Linked DNA regions of Muntiacus reevesi: region 2 is linked to region 1. A link is a contact called in public Hi-C data. All regions are on one chromosome and are shown on one strand. Each heading gives the region's core, a stretch centred on a gene start, on an enhancer-like site or on the middle of the called end of the contact. The rest is flanking DNA. Distances are from core to core; before and after follow the strand shown. Region 1 holds the start of TANGO6 (transport and golgi organization 6 homolog). Region 2 holds the start of DERPC (DERPC proline and glycine rich nuclear protein).

Evidence for each region. A called contact is a pair of places that touch in the nucleus more often than the background predicts.
Region 2: a contact with region 1 is called in a Hi-C map of muscle, with 5 times the contacts expected there. The contact joins the promoter of DERPC here to the promoter of TANGO6 in region 1. A contact is called at or near these places in 2 of 3 Hi-C or Micro-C datasets (blood and muscle).

Annotation. Positions count from the first base shown.
Region 1 is chr2:248,537,357-248,544,383 of mMunRee1.1, forward strand. It overlaps TANGO6 (transport and golgi organization 6 homolog), which reads left to right and starts at 3,239. Exons shown (of 19, transcript XM_065919341.1): 1 at 3,239-3,268; 2 at 4,372-4,552. The coding sequence starts at 3,239. CDH1 (cadherin 1) reads left to right here. Exons shown (of 16, transcript XM_065925624.1): 16 at 336-3,154. The coding sequence ends at 545.
Region 2 is chr2:248,746,910-248,753,936 of mMunRee1.1, forward strand. DERPC (DERPC proline and glycine rich nuclear protein) reads right to left here and starts at 3,258. Exons shown (of 1, transcript XM_065925636.1): 1 at 928-3,258. The coding sequence starts at 3,258. The coding sequence ends at 1,636. CHTF8 (chromosome transmission fidelity factor 8) reads right to left here. Exons shown (of 4, transcript XM_065925637.1): 2 at 4,253-4,310; 3 at 3,871-3,988; 4 at 3,255-3,476. The coding sequence starts at 4,275. The coding sequence ends at 3,255.

The sequences.
Region 1 (7,027 bases), core at 1,989-4,488:
CTTAGCACGCACACAAGACTATCCTGGTGTGACTGTTTTTAGTCTCCGTCCATTTGGATTGGCTGGTGCTCATCTCCCCTGCCTACATATAATTTGCCACTTTAAACATTCTGCTCCATACTTTCTCCTTTCATTAGAAATATGTAATGACCATCTTCTGTTCCCGTCGGTATTGAGTTTACTTTGCTGGCCTTCATTGCCCTGGCGTCTGCAGGATGGCTGCATTGCTGTGTGTTGTGTACATTTTGCTTTATTCACCAAGAGAAGGTATTTTGCTTAAGATGACAGGTGTGCAATTCCTCTCAATAAAAGATCCTATTGTCTTCCTTCTTTAGAACCTGAAGGCAGCTGATACTGACCCCACTGCCCCACCCTATGACTCTCTGCTGGTGTTTGATTATGAAGGAAGTGGTTCTGAAGCTGCTAGTCTGAGCTCCCTGAACTCCTCAGAGTCAGACCAAGACCAGGACTATGACTACCTGAATGAATGGGGCAATCGCTTCAAGAAGCTGGCGGACATGTATGGAGGTGGCGAGGATGACTAAGGGACTCAAGACTGATGGGAAGAGAGATGGGTCCCTACACTCGTGTGATGGAAAATGCGGGAATCATACTCCTGGTTGTTTGCCAGCTCCCTTCACTTGGGATACATTTCTGGAGAAGAGACTGATCAGTGATAGCATAGTCCTGGTTTCCACTTTATAGATCTAATCTGTGTACTATAACGATTTAGACTTATTCCTTGAATCTTTTTCCTTTCATTGCTCTTGACATGGTGATGATGCCCAAAAGACCCCTAAATTTTAATACTTCAAAAGAATGGTTTCAGCCTCAGAAGATTCTGCTAGGAACTTGCAGATTTCCTTAAGGGCTTTGTCTCATTTTTAAAAGGAAGGGGAGGGGTCAGTTTCCCTATTGTGTGTATATATATATATATATATATATATAAATTGTGTGTTTTTGTTCCTCCCATCACTGCACTGATGTCCTGTGTTCTGAGATCCACTCTTACTCCTTCTGAATTCTATTACATTTCTCTGGTGCAGATATTATTGGGCCCTTTTAGGGAAAGAGGATTATGTCTTAGGCTGGCCATGTACTGAGTGGGTATTGTGTACTCTTAAGACCTTAATGCTTAACGGTTTTTCATTTTTATCTTCTGAGTACGTAACTTGTAATGGGCATCTATTCAGTTAACCTGTTCTGAGTAAGGATGCTGGTCATGTGAATATCATTACAAGGTACTTTGGTTCTAAATAGGGAGGCTGGGCCAGAAAAGGCGGTGAGTTTCAGGTGCCACTGAACCTTTTTTTTTTTTTTTTTGACCGCAGTGCAGGACATGGGGAATCTTAGTTCCCTGACTAGGGATCAGACCTGCATCCCTTAACAGGGGAATTGAGGATTCTTAACCACTGGACCACCAGGGTTAATTCCCACCAGTAGTGGGAATTCACTACTAGACTTCTAATGTTTATTTCTCTCTAAAACGAAAGAGTGATATATTCCAGGACTTGGAATTGTGCCTAAAGTCTGTAGCCAAAGACAGAAGCTGGCAAGAGGGCACAGCAGAGGGCAAATGTGAAAAATGGGCTTGGAGATGGCAGGGGCGACTGTCATTGAGCCAACTGAGGCTGAGGATAGTTGAGGTGGCTCTACCTCCACCCCCTGGAAATTCTGAACTAGAGGAATTTCAATATGTGTTTCTTGCCAGGATCCTTGGACCCAAAGCACAGAATCCCCAAGTCTGCTTTTGTTGATATTTATAGAAAATGCTAGCTGGTCTGGACACATTTGCCCTAAATTCCAGCTATGAAACTTGAGAATATTTTTCAAATCCAATTTGTTTTTCCTTTGCAGAGGAAGAAAACACTCGCTGAAAGGGTGTTAGCAAAGGAAGGTGAGGGTAGGGAGTACATTAATTTGGATCTTCCTTTAGTTGAAATGCATCTTTTAAGAAACTTTTGACAACCATAGACCAGAATTTTATCTAAATTACTTCCCTACCTATCAACTGTTTTTAGAAGAAAAGGAACATCTCTCAACCACTTCTTAGAACTGTCTTGATTTTTCAGCAATTTAAACTCTAATGTAGTTCTACGTAGAGAATGTCACTATAGTTTTGAGTGTATATGTGTGTGGGTGCAGATAATTTTGCATTTTCTTTGGGAGTGGAAAAGGAAAGCAATTCAAGCTGCAAAAATTATTCTTAAATATTTGTTTTTTTATAAATTTTATTAAAGAATTTTGTTACACCATTGTCAAACTTCTTTTATTTGATCGCACAATTCCGGGTTAGACAAATTGTAGGTAAGCTCATTTGAAACATGGAGAGAGAAGCTTCATATTAAAATGTCTACTCCTGAACTTTGTGTCATTCTGTTGGGACTGAATAGAGGGAAGGGGAAACTGTGTTTCTAAGGTCAATTTATTGGAAGGATATCCATCCATGTGGCATGTGACGTGGCATGTGGTGAAACCAATAAAATCTCTTTGTCAGGGGGAAGCTATTGTGGGTTGCATGGAGGGGTAGGAAGAAGCAAGGCTGGGGTTTCCCTAGTGCTCCGGTGGCTAACACTCTGTGCAGCCAGTGCAGAAGGCTTGAGTTTGACCCCTGGTCAGGAAACTAGATCCCACATGCTGCAACTAAAGATCCCACCTGCCACAAATAAGACCTGGTGCTGCCAAATAAATAAATATTTTTTGAAAAATGTGGTTTCCAATTTAAAGATGTTTTAGTAGGTTTTATTTAAGGAAGAGATGAGGAAGATCCAGATGCAATTTATTAAGCATCCCCTCTGTGGCAGACATTGCTAAATACTTGAGAACAGTATCACTTTGACTCCCCAAGATAGCCTCGTGAAAATGATTCTGTTACCTTTGAGAGCAGGAAATGGCTGATGGCATAGGGCTGGAGTCCAGAGAAATGGGAGTGACTAGGAAGGGGCCTGACTCACTGAGAGAGAGTTAAACGAACCATTTCTTCCCCCAGTGGCGTGGTCTTGCCTATGGAGCACATCCCATTTCCAAGGCTTTCCGCAGCTAAGTACTAAAGAGTCATCAACAGGGATCTGAGAGAGAAGCAGGACAGCCTCTTGGGAGCAGTCTCACAGAGTGGGTGTTGGAGCCGGTTGTAACAATGGTAGGCGAGGTTACTGATTTTTAAGGAAAGGAGAGGCAGGCATGCTAGTCTTGCCCTCAGAAACGTTGTCCTGGATTTGTAGCATGCCTTTCAGACAACATGAATTTTGAATGTCCCACCAAGATTCCTGTAAGTGAAAAGCTGTTACTGATGATATATCTCCAAACCATTCTGTTCTACATATTAACACAATTTTGATGTGGCACAATTTTAACACTGAATTTTCCAGGAATGTCTGTGAATAGAGCAAAGATAGAGCTTTTATTGCGAGCTGTACTTAGTCCATTTAAGAAATCATATCATCAAGAACAATATTTGCAGCTATTTTCAATTGGTGTGTGTGTTTAGTAGTTATTTTTAAATATCACTAGTGAAGAAATTCAACAATTGAAAATTATTTTACATACCAAACTTCATTATAAGAAGGTGCAGCATCTGATTACTTCACTACTTCAGTGTTTTGGTGACAAAATGTTTTCATACTGAATAAAACTCATATTATTTTATAAACTACTTCTCATCTTTTATACAGAAGTTAATCACGTTTTGTTTCTCAAATCGTGCACGTTGACAGTTTGTGTTTGCTATTTTTACTTCCCCTACATGAAATTAAAAGGTGCTTACTCCTTGGATAGTCATGGCCAACCTAGGTAACATATTAAAAATCAGAGACATTACTTTGCCAACAAAGGTCCGTCTGGTCAAGGCTATGGTTTTTCCAGTGGCATGTATGGATGTGAGAGTTGAACTGTGAAGAAAGCTGAGCGCCAAAAAAATTGATGCTTTTGAACTGTGGTGTTGGAGAAGACTCTTCAGAGTCCCTTGGACTGCTAGGAGATCCAATCAGTCCATCCTGGGGGAGATCAGTCCCGGGTGTTCATTGGAAGGACTGATGCTGAAGCTGAAACTCCAATATTTTGGCCACCTCATGCGAAGAGTTGACTCACTGACAAAGACCCTGATGCTGGGAGGGATTGGGGGCAGGAAGAGAAGGGGACGACAGAGGATGAGATGGCTGGATGACATCACCTACTCGATGGACATGAGTTTGAGTAAACTCCGGGAGTTGGTGGTGGACAGGGAGGCCTGGCATGCTGCGATTCATGGGGTCGCAAAGAATCGGACAGGACTGAGCGACTGAACTGAACTGAACCCCAGGGAAATACAGGTGACGAGGGAAATACATTTTTTCCCAAAGGGGGCGTTCCCAGACAAGTCGATCCCGCCCCTAGTGCGTCGGCCACGCGCCACCCGGCAGCGGCGCCGGTCCGCTGAGGCGCATGCGCAGGTGGCCAGTAGAGCTTTGCGCTTCAGTCATGGCGGCCGTCAGTCAGGTCGCTTGCAGCAGGGTTCTGGAAAAGTGTGGTCTGGAGCAGATTTTGGAGGCGTTGAAGCTGCTGCTGAGCCCGGGAGGTGAGAGGACGAAATTCGGCGCCGGGCTGCACCTGGGGCCTTTGGGCAGGGTCTGTCCAGCGTCATTTTACCCTTGAGGAAACCGAGGTTCAAGGAGGGACGGGAACCGTTGAATATTGAGACTAGCCTAAGTATCTCGAGCGGTTACCTTGGGCCAGGCACTGTGTTAAGCACCGTGGGTACGTGTTTTCATCCGTCCTCACTGCAGCTCTGCGAGGACTGCAACCACAGCCTCAGAGAATCTCCCAGAGCTGCCTCAGAGTCTCCCAGAGCTTCCTCAGAGAGGTCCCAGCTTCTTGAGAGCGCAGGGTCTGCTGTGGACACTGGACATTTGTACAGAGTGCCAAGGAGTCCAGAGAAAGGAAGCAGTGAGGTTTGAACTGCGTTTGGGGGAAAGGATTTAGAGATTTACAGTCTGTGGTAGAGATTTACGGTCACTCTTAATCTTTCCCAGTTTAGAATCAGAAGGGACCTTGGGTGTGGTGTAGCCTGGCACTCTCCTTTTACTCCTGAGGACACCTCCGACTCATCAAAGAGAATAAATAACCTGACCAAGATCAGATGGTCAGATTAGAGGCGGAACACGAATTTAGAACCAAAGTCTACTGAACCCTCTTGTCAGACTAAGGCAGATTATTCAGTATGGAGCCTCTGCTGTTATGTGGAGCTTTGGGGAAGATACACAAGAAATAGGGTCCTACTTTAAATTAGAGAGTATAATTTGGAGGAAGGGGTTTGTAGGGTGAGGAAAGTAAGGTACATGAAGGTTATGTTCCCAGTCTCAGATTTTGAGATTCCCCCACCTCCACCCCAAACTGAGAAAAGTCAGGAAACAGTAAGTATATCATACTAGGGGCAAGTGAAAGCTAGTAGGGGAAATTACCTGCCAGTCCAGTGGTTAGGACTCCCTGGTTTCACTGTGGAGGGCCTGAGTCAATCCTTGGTGGGGGAACTAAGATCCCACAAGCCGAGCAGTATGAGCAAAAAGGAGAAAAAAAAAAAAGTAATTGAGTGCCTGCTAAGTGTCAGCCCCTATAATGTGCTATTTAAGTATGGATCTTTTTATCCTCACAACAATTCCATGATGTAGATATTACTTGTGTTCCATTTTACAGATGAAGGAACCAAGGCTCAGGTACATTGGAAATTGCCCAATGTCAGTCTCCTAAGTGGTAGAGTTAGGATTTGAATTTCAGATGCCTTCAACTGTAGTGTGGAACTGTGTATACTACTTTGCCACAGTGAAGAATTAAACAGCAAAATGCATTCTTGACTTATTAGTGGAGAGGTTGCTTGTCTAGCAACTTCAACAATCTAGAACATTACTGAGAACAGGGATTAAATAAGTTAAATAGTCTGGAAGTAGTCATCTGTTGCAAAACACATACACTTCACTTTTGGAGGACCCTCTCTAACTCTCAGTATGTGGTGGGGTTACTACATGTACTCCTTTAGCTTAAGAGAAATCAAACATTGTTATCTGAAAAAGAATAATTTGGTAATATATTATTTTCACAAATAGGTTATATTGTGTGAATCTTTCTGCTGTTTTCTTTTATCATATCAACTGCTGAAGGAATTACAAAAATACCTGTGCATAATAAGTATTCATATGTTCCGGATGGACAGAGGGTGTTGAGACAAGATGAAAGTATTTGCTAAAAGTACCTCCAGCTAGTTCAACTTCTTTTTCTTTCAATTGACTACTTTTGAGGTAATATTTACTGAAAGTCAACTGTATGTAGTATTCTGTCCTCAGTGATTTTGGAGATAGAAATATTATTTAACAACTTGTGCTATCAAGTATCTTGTTGGGGGAGATGGTACTCCACATATAGTGTGCTCAGTCGCTCAGTTGTGTCCAATTCTTTGCAATCCTTTGGACTGTAGCCTGCCAGGCTCCTCTGTCAGTGGTATTTCCAAGGCAAGAATACTGGAGTGGGTTGCCATTTCCTCCTCTAGGAGATCTTCCCGACCCAGGGATCTAACCAGGGTCTCCTGTGTCTCCTGCAGTGCAGGAGACAATTTTTTACTGCTGAGCCCATGAGGAAACCCCACTCCACATATAGGCCAAAGATATTCAACATAGCAGATAATATTAATACTAGTGGTGAATGGAGGGTACAGGTAGCAGTTGGTTAGTTAGTGAAGGAGTTATCTGAGGATGGGGCTGTGGAAGGATACAAGAGGAAGGAGAATTCAGTCTAGATGAAAATTGAATAGACCGAAAGGAAGGAAGATACCGAGTCTTTCCCTTTTGAGCTATTAAAAGGTCTACAGCGTTATTTTCTCTTCACCTGCCTTCCATTTCTGTTCTCAGTTGTGAGGCAAGTAAGAGTAATAGCTCGACTTCCCTTATTAGGAGGTGTGTTAAGCAGAATTGGAAAGGGCTTTGTCAGTTTCAGTGAAGTTTTGCTTGAGGTCATCTCAACAGTTGTTCAGTCACTAAGTTGTGTCTGTGATGACTCTGTGATG
Region 2 (7,027 bases), core at 2,008-4,507, 210 kb after region 1:
TTACTTGAAGGTTAACGTGGGATGGACTCCCAGATGGAGAACACTCGGCAGTCCTACTCTCAGCTCTGCCTTGCACTTAAGAGATTATCAACTTTCCCCAGGTCGAGCAGGCAGGTACAAGTAAGTGGGCTCACAACGTTTGACCTCGACTGGTTTTTCTAAGTTATTTTGTACATTTTTCAGCAGCGAAACCAAACTGGGTCTTCAGCTTTATTCCCATTTCTTGCAAGGGAAGAGCCTTTATACAATTGGACATGTTTTTTTTCCTCAATGAGAATTTTAATCCTCTTTTGTATTATTTCTACAATTTGTAAACATATTTATTTTTACTTTTTTTTTTTTTACTTTCTGGTGAAATTTTTTATACTGCACTTATTTGTCAAAATAAAGAATCTCACTTAAGGCTGGTATCTCTGAACTCCTCCTTTCCTCTTTGAACTAATGAAAGCTCTTTAATTCAGTTCCAAGATGGGTATTTAAGGCAGAACTAGTTTCAGCAAGGTAATTCCCATGGAACTCAGAAGCAGGTAAGTTGTCAAAGCTGCCTCTGGACCTGGGGATACAGTAGGCCTGCCTAGTAACTGCACACCTGTGGTGGCTTGGTTTTTACTGCAGAGGATGCATAGGGTCTGTGGAGAAATTACTGAACCAATGAGTTAGCCCTAGCTAACCAGTTAAGGCTAAAAATCAAAGCTTGCTTCCTCCTTGAGTGAAAGTATATTATCTTGAGAGGTCATGGAGGATTCTGGCCAAGTTGAAACAATGAAAAGCAGTGGTTAAGCTTCCTTCCCTGTGGAACAGGTAATAAAAAGGGAGTGAAATCAACAGCCCTCTCGTCTCATTTATTAAAGAAACAGTAAGAAAAGATACAATGCGGGAAAAACACCAACCATCCTTTCACATCAGGCTGAACAGAGCACAGTGATTTCTCCCCTTTATCCCCCCACCCCCACCCCAATTCCCATAATCCCATCCACATCAGTTTAATCTTGAGGTTCTTTGATTGGGAGTACCAGTGGAGAGGGAGTTGGATGAGCAGTGGAGCCTTGGTTCTGGCTTCCTCTAAGTCCCAGGAGAAGGAAGCTGCAGTCCGTCTGGGGATACAGCGGATGCTGTATTTGGTGGCTCTCTGAAGTAGCTGCACTTCCCTGTTCTGTGTTCAAGCCCCCGAGGGAAGAAGGTATGGCAGGAGAGGATGACCAGGTCAGTGTTACAGAAGCATGGTCCTTTCACCAACGCAACATTTCTAGAAAGCAGTGAGCTCATTCTCCAGTGGTGAGCAGGGGACTATGTATGAATTGGGACCTGCAGGCCAATGTATCCCTGAGGAAAGGTCCACAAGAACAAATCAAGAAACTAGTAAGAAACAAGGGGCAAAAAGCTGTGGGACAAAAGCACAGCAGGCTCCTGAAGGCTGGAGATTCCTTCTCTCAAGGTGGGTTCATTCCCACATGCCAGAGTCCACATCCCACAGGTAACGTTTCCGTCAGTCAAGAAAAGACGCAGAGTGGGAAAAGGCTCGTTTGAACTTGAGCCCCAGGTATGTACTTCAGACTGTAGTTCCATATCTATTTCTTCACCTGCCCAGAACCACAGTGCCTGGAAACCAAGGTGGTCCTGGAGAGAAAATGGTGTTTAAGGGGGTAACATTCCATTTGGGTACATTGCAGCCATTGGACCCCCTGGTCTGGGGAAAGCAGCTGGGTTTGTGCCAGGGAGGCTCCCCACTCTAGGAAATGGAACCAAAGTCTTGCTCACAGGGCCATTCATTCTTGGAAAGGAAGCTGGATTTACACCCAGGGTCCCAGTTGGCCTTGCAAAAGGAGCTGGGTTGATACCCACGGGGCCTGCTGGCGAAGAGCCTAGGGGCCCTGGAGCTGGCCTGGGGAAGGTAACCGGACCAGGGCCTAATGGGCCAGTAGACCTGGGGAAGGTAGCTGGACTTGGACCCTGTAAGCCAGTGGCCCTTGGGAAGTTAGCTGGGTTGGGACCTAGTGGCCCAGAGGCTCTTGGGAAAACTGCTGGACTTGAACCCTGGAGGCCAGCAGCCCGCTGGAAGTTAATTGGGTTTGAAGCCAATGTGTTAGAAGACTGAGAGAAGGCAGCTGGGTTCAACCCCCCTGAACCTGTCCCCCTTGGAAAGGGATTAGCATTTACTCCCATAGGGCCAGCAGGCCTTGCAAAATGAGCTGAATTAGGGCCAATGGGGCCAGGAGCCCTTGACAGGGGAGATGGATTTGGCCCTGGAAGGCTAATTCCCCGAGAGCCAGGCCCTGAATTTGGGCCTATGGGGCCAGGAAGTCTGGCCATGGAAGATGGGCTTGTGCCCATGTTTCCAGAAGCCTGTGAGAAAGAAGCTGAATTTGCTCCTAAAAGACCTGCTGCTCTTAGAATGGGAGCAAGATCTAGGCCTTGAGGCCCAGCCATTCTTAAGTTAAGACCAGATCCTGTGCCCAAGAGGCCACCTGCTCTGGCATCCAGATTAGGGCCTGGGCCCAGGCCACCTGCCCTTGGATTAGGCCCAAGGCCTGGGCCCAGGCCACTTGATCTTGGGTTGGGCCCAAGGCCAGGACCTGGAAACATACTTGACCTCGGGGCAGGGTTTGTACCTACAAAGCCTGACCTCAGACTGGGACTCGGTCCAGGGCCCAGGCCAACAGGTCTAGGATTGGGAGGACCATTTCCAGAAGTCAACAGGACACCTGCTCTCAGGCTGGGTCCAGATCCAGGGCCCATGGGGCCACCACTTCTGAGGTCAGGACCTGTTCCCAGAAGACCACTTGGCCTTGGGTTGGACACTGGACCTGGCCCTGGGAGACCCCCTAGCCTTGGGTTAGACAGAGGCCCTGGGCCTGGAAGAGCCCCTGCCCTAGGATTCAGAGTTGACCCTGGGCTTGGGCCCAAGAGACCACCTGGCCTTGGGAAAGAAACTGCACCTGTGCCAGTGGGGTTCATCCCTCTTGGGAAAGAAGCCAGGCCCGGGTCACGAGCACCAGCAGGGAAAGGTGCTGGATTTGAAGCCAGTGAGCCTGATGAAGTGGGAAAAGGAGTGGGGTTCCTTGGAAACGGGGCCAAATTTCCACCAAGAGAACTGCCTGCCATAAGGAAGGGATCAGAGTTCATGCCCAGTGGGTGGCCTGTGTTTAGAACAGGACCCCCCTGGGGTCCCAGGGAACCGTCCAGCCGTCCTCGAGGTGGCAGGGGGGCACGAGTCCAAGGAGTTGGCCGCTCTCGAGGGAAAATCCGAGGCTCTTTCATACTTTCCTGGGGACGTTGGTGATGATGGGCTTGGGGCGAGTCTTAAAAAGGATCTTGTTTTTGATGAGTGCTGTCACCAGGTACCGGGTGCCACTCTCACTGTCAAGTGCATCACAGTCCTGCCCAGGGGTGTGTTTAACAAGGACGGCAAAAGGTCTCTCCAGGTGGATGATCTTCCCGTACAGGATGTGATGCCCCACGATCAGCACAGGGGTTCCCTTCGGCAGAACAAGAAGGAGACACCTGAGATTCAGGGCAAAGTCACAAAATTCAGGTGCCTTCCAGAGATGCTCTTAGGAGATGATGCTGACACCTCCACTCCCTCTGCCACTGCTGAGAAGTCACAACGGACAACCCACCCTCATATCCTTTTTATTCTTTCCGGCCCCAGGTAAGAGAAGTTCTACGTTCAGAACCGTGACCTTTCCAGATTCCCCAAAGCTCAATTACCCTGCTACTGCAGTGGTCAGGGGTAGAGGGGAGAACAAGTGGGGCCTGGCTAGACCCTGAGTAACAAACCTGAGGGCAGTCCTCACTGTGGGTCCTGGGAGCACCACCTTGGTGTAGCTTGCTTTCCTGAGGCATTAGGCAGGGAAAGAAAAGTCCCCTCACCTCAGTGGTGTAATGTAGGTCTCCCAGGAGGTTTCCAGCTAATCCAGTGCTGTGGCGAGCCTCGATCTCCCCCTGTAGCTCCATCAGCACCCATTCTGCCAGGCCTCCAGCCCCAGCACTGCAAGCAAAGGGCTGGCGGTTACACTATTTTGGAGGGGTGAAGGATGAATCATAGTGTCCTACACCACCATTCAAGGCCCAAGGGAACACCTTGTTGAGCACAAGTTCTTGGGAAATTGGGCAGTGCCAAGCACTGAACTCAAAACTGAAAGGCTGGGATTTGTGCCGGATGCATCTGAGGACCCCAATTCTTCCAGGGAAATTTCAAACCTATGTAGACTTAATCATTCAAGTTAAATTAAAGCTCTCAAAATTTACTCACCTGGAAATAACAATCTGCACCATGAGCTTTACGTCGTTAAAAAGCAACGGAAGAGAAGCTGTAAAGGAAAAACATATTTTTTAGGATAATCATAACTAATACTGTGTGCCAGGCATTTTCTAAATGCTTTAGACACATAGAGAATTGCTTCAGATCACCAAGGGTCAACTACAGTGTGGAAAGTTAATAGGTACCACAGTTGTGTTCAAGGTCACATAGCTACTAGTCAACCAGCCAAGATTTGAACCCAAGACATATACTGCAGAGCCCACCCTCTCGTCAGTATGCTAACTTGCCTTTCTCAGAGGCATTATATTTTCCATTCTGTGTATGTCTAAAAAACTAAGGAATTCTTTTAGATTTTACTTTTTCCTTTGGTGATGGTGTAAGTGGATGTCTGCCACTTTGGTTATATTTCAAGATTTAAAGGATCCCTCTGAACTAAAAGCTGAGAGAACGGACAAGTTCCTTCAGACTTTAGTGGATGGTAAAGCTTATTTCTAACATGATTCTCATCAAACACATTGCCCATCTTTCATTTAGACACTCAAACAACCCTGACGCTTCATCTTTCATTTTATACAATGGCCCCATCTGGTGGCAGTTTGCAATACTCTACAAGAATGAGTTAAAATGGGACATTTTTGACTGAAACTGGCTCCTTATACTTGTCTTCCTAAGAAAGGTAGATTGATGGGGACGAGGGGACTGAAGGGATGGGGAATCTAAACTATGACTTCTGTACAAATCTTTCCAATGAATAGATGAAGGCTAGTGCAAGGTTATCAGATCAGTGTTTACAAACTGTAGAACAAGTTAACAGGTATTTATGATTGTGCTCACAATTAGCAAACACCTGCTTAAACAGGTTTCCTTATTGACATGTCAATCTTTATTTTGAATCTCCAGGGAAAAGTATCAATATACTGCCAGCAGCCCTGTATGACAGCAGAACCTCTTACTCTTGAGCACCAGACACACTTTGGAATCACGAGGCTGGTCAATAACTGGACTTTAAGTATAAATAGCAGCTAGTATTTATTCAATGTTTACTATGAATCAGACGCTGTGCATATATATGATGAGTGGTATCTCATTCAACTACTGTTAGACAGGGACTTACCCATATTTTGCAGATAAAAGTTACTGAGGGATATACTCTCGCTTATATGTGGTACAAACACAGCTAGCAGGTGGCAGAGCCAGCGTAAAAACCTAGGCCATCTGACTTCACATTTGTAATCAATACCTCCCAACCAAGGGGAAAACCAAGTGAGAACAAAAAGGCATGAAGGCATCAGACAGGCACTGCTTACATGCATTTAGCAAGAGCTAAATCAAGAAGGCATGCTTGAATAAGTCAGACCTTCTGCAGCACTGCCTAGTGTGATACCCCTGGACCACAGGTAATACACTGGCTCAGGCGAGCAAAGGTCTGACAGTAAGAAGGCCGTACCTCCACCATCAACAGACCAACCAAAGCACTTTTAATATTCTTCCAAGGTCTCTTGAAGGAGAAAGACTAACAATTTAAAATTAGAAGCCCTAAGTTCAGGTTCCAGCCTGAAGTGTGGACACTCATCATACACAAGTCACTGTAGGGCTAAAACCTAGATTGTCGGCTTCATTTAACTATTATGAAAACCAAATATTATTAAGACATGTGGAACTGCTTTAGAAGGCTAACATATAGCTAATTTTTCAAAGGATAAGTAAATCAGCATTTCCACATTATAACTATAAAACTTAAGAGGTAGGTACATTTTAGCCATAAATCAAAAAAGGCTCAATAAATGAAACTGAAGTTGTAAAGTTTCTAAAGGTTAATAAATGCATGTAGATCAAGAAAGAGTTCTTGTAAATGAGTTCTTAAAATTGTATTTACTTTTTGACTGGTAACTGCTTTACAATATTTGTTTAATTTAAATAAACTTTTGGTGACTGATGATACAGTGTATTTTCCTTGGTAAGTGTAAGTGATAGTAAAATACAGGTAGTTTCAGAGAAGCAATAAAGTGTTCTCATAGATACACATTTTAGGAAAATCACAGCAAGGAAGGAGATTAATCTTTAAGACCTCTGACTTTGAGGTAGGAATGTATGGACTGTTTAGAAAAAGGGTATGTATTAATAGAAATATTTTCGGTGCATTCCCTATTTCCTGAACAGTCTCCTGCTAGAACAAGACTTCAAAATAGTGGCCTTCTTAGGGCTTTCACTGCCATGGGCCTGGGTCAGAGAACTAAGATCCCACTAGCTGTGAGGTGTGGCCAAAAAAGCTAAATAAATAAAAACAAGAAGAAAAAGTGGTCAAAGTGGATAAAGGAAAACAGATGTCTGATAGCTGGGTCAGAGTAGTTGCACCTCCATACTTGTTGCTAATGCTTCAACAAGCCCACACGGCTCTCTATCCACTTATGTAGGAGGCCCTGCCTGAGTACACTTATTGATACAGGCAGACAGCTAGCAATTCTCCTAAAAATAAGAATCCTGTGGCCTAAACACTTGTGCTAGACCTAATGAGGCTGGAGATGTGACAACAAACGAAGTTCACATCCAGTTTGCAAGAGTCTAGCTCACAGGAACCCGTGGACTGATATGGCTGTATTTATGTATATGGGGGTGTATTTAGCAAGTTAGTATTAATAAATAATGCAGGGGAACGCATCCCTTTGAATTTTAAAATTCTCCTTTAGCACCTTAAAATATCCTATTGGCTGAATGAGATTACTCTTTTTTCTTGCTCCATGCTCTAAACAGCTGTTCTTAAAACTA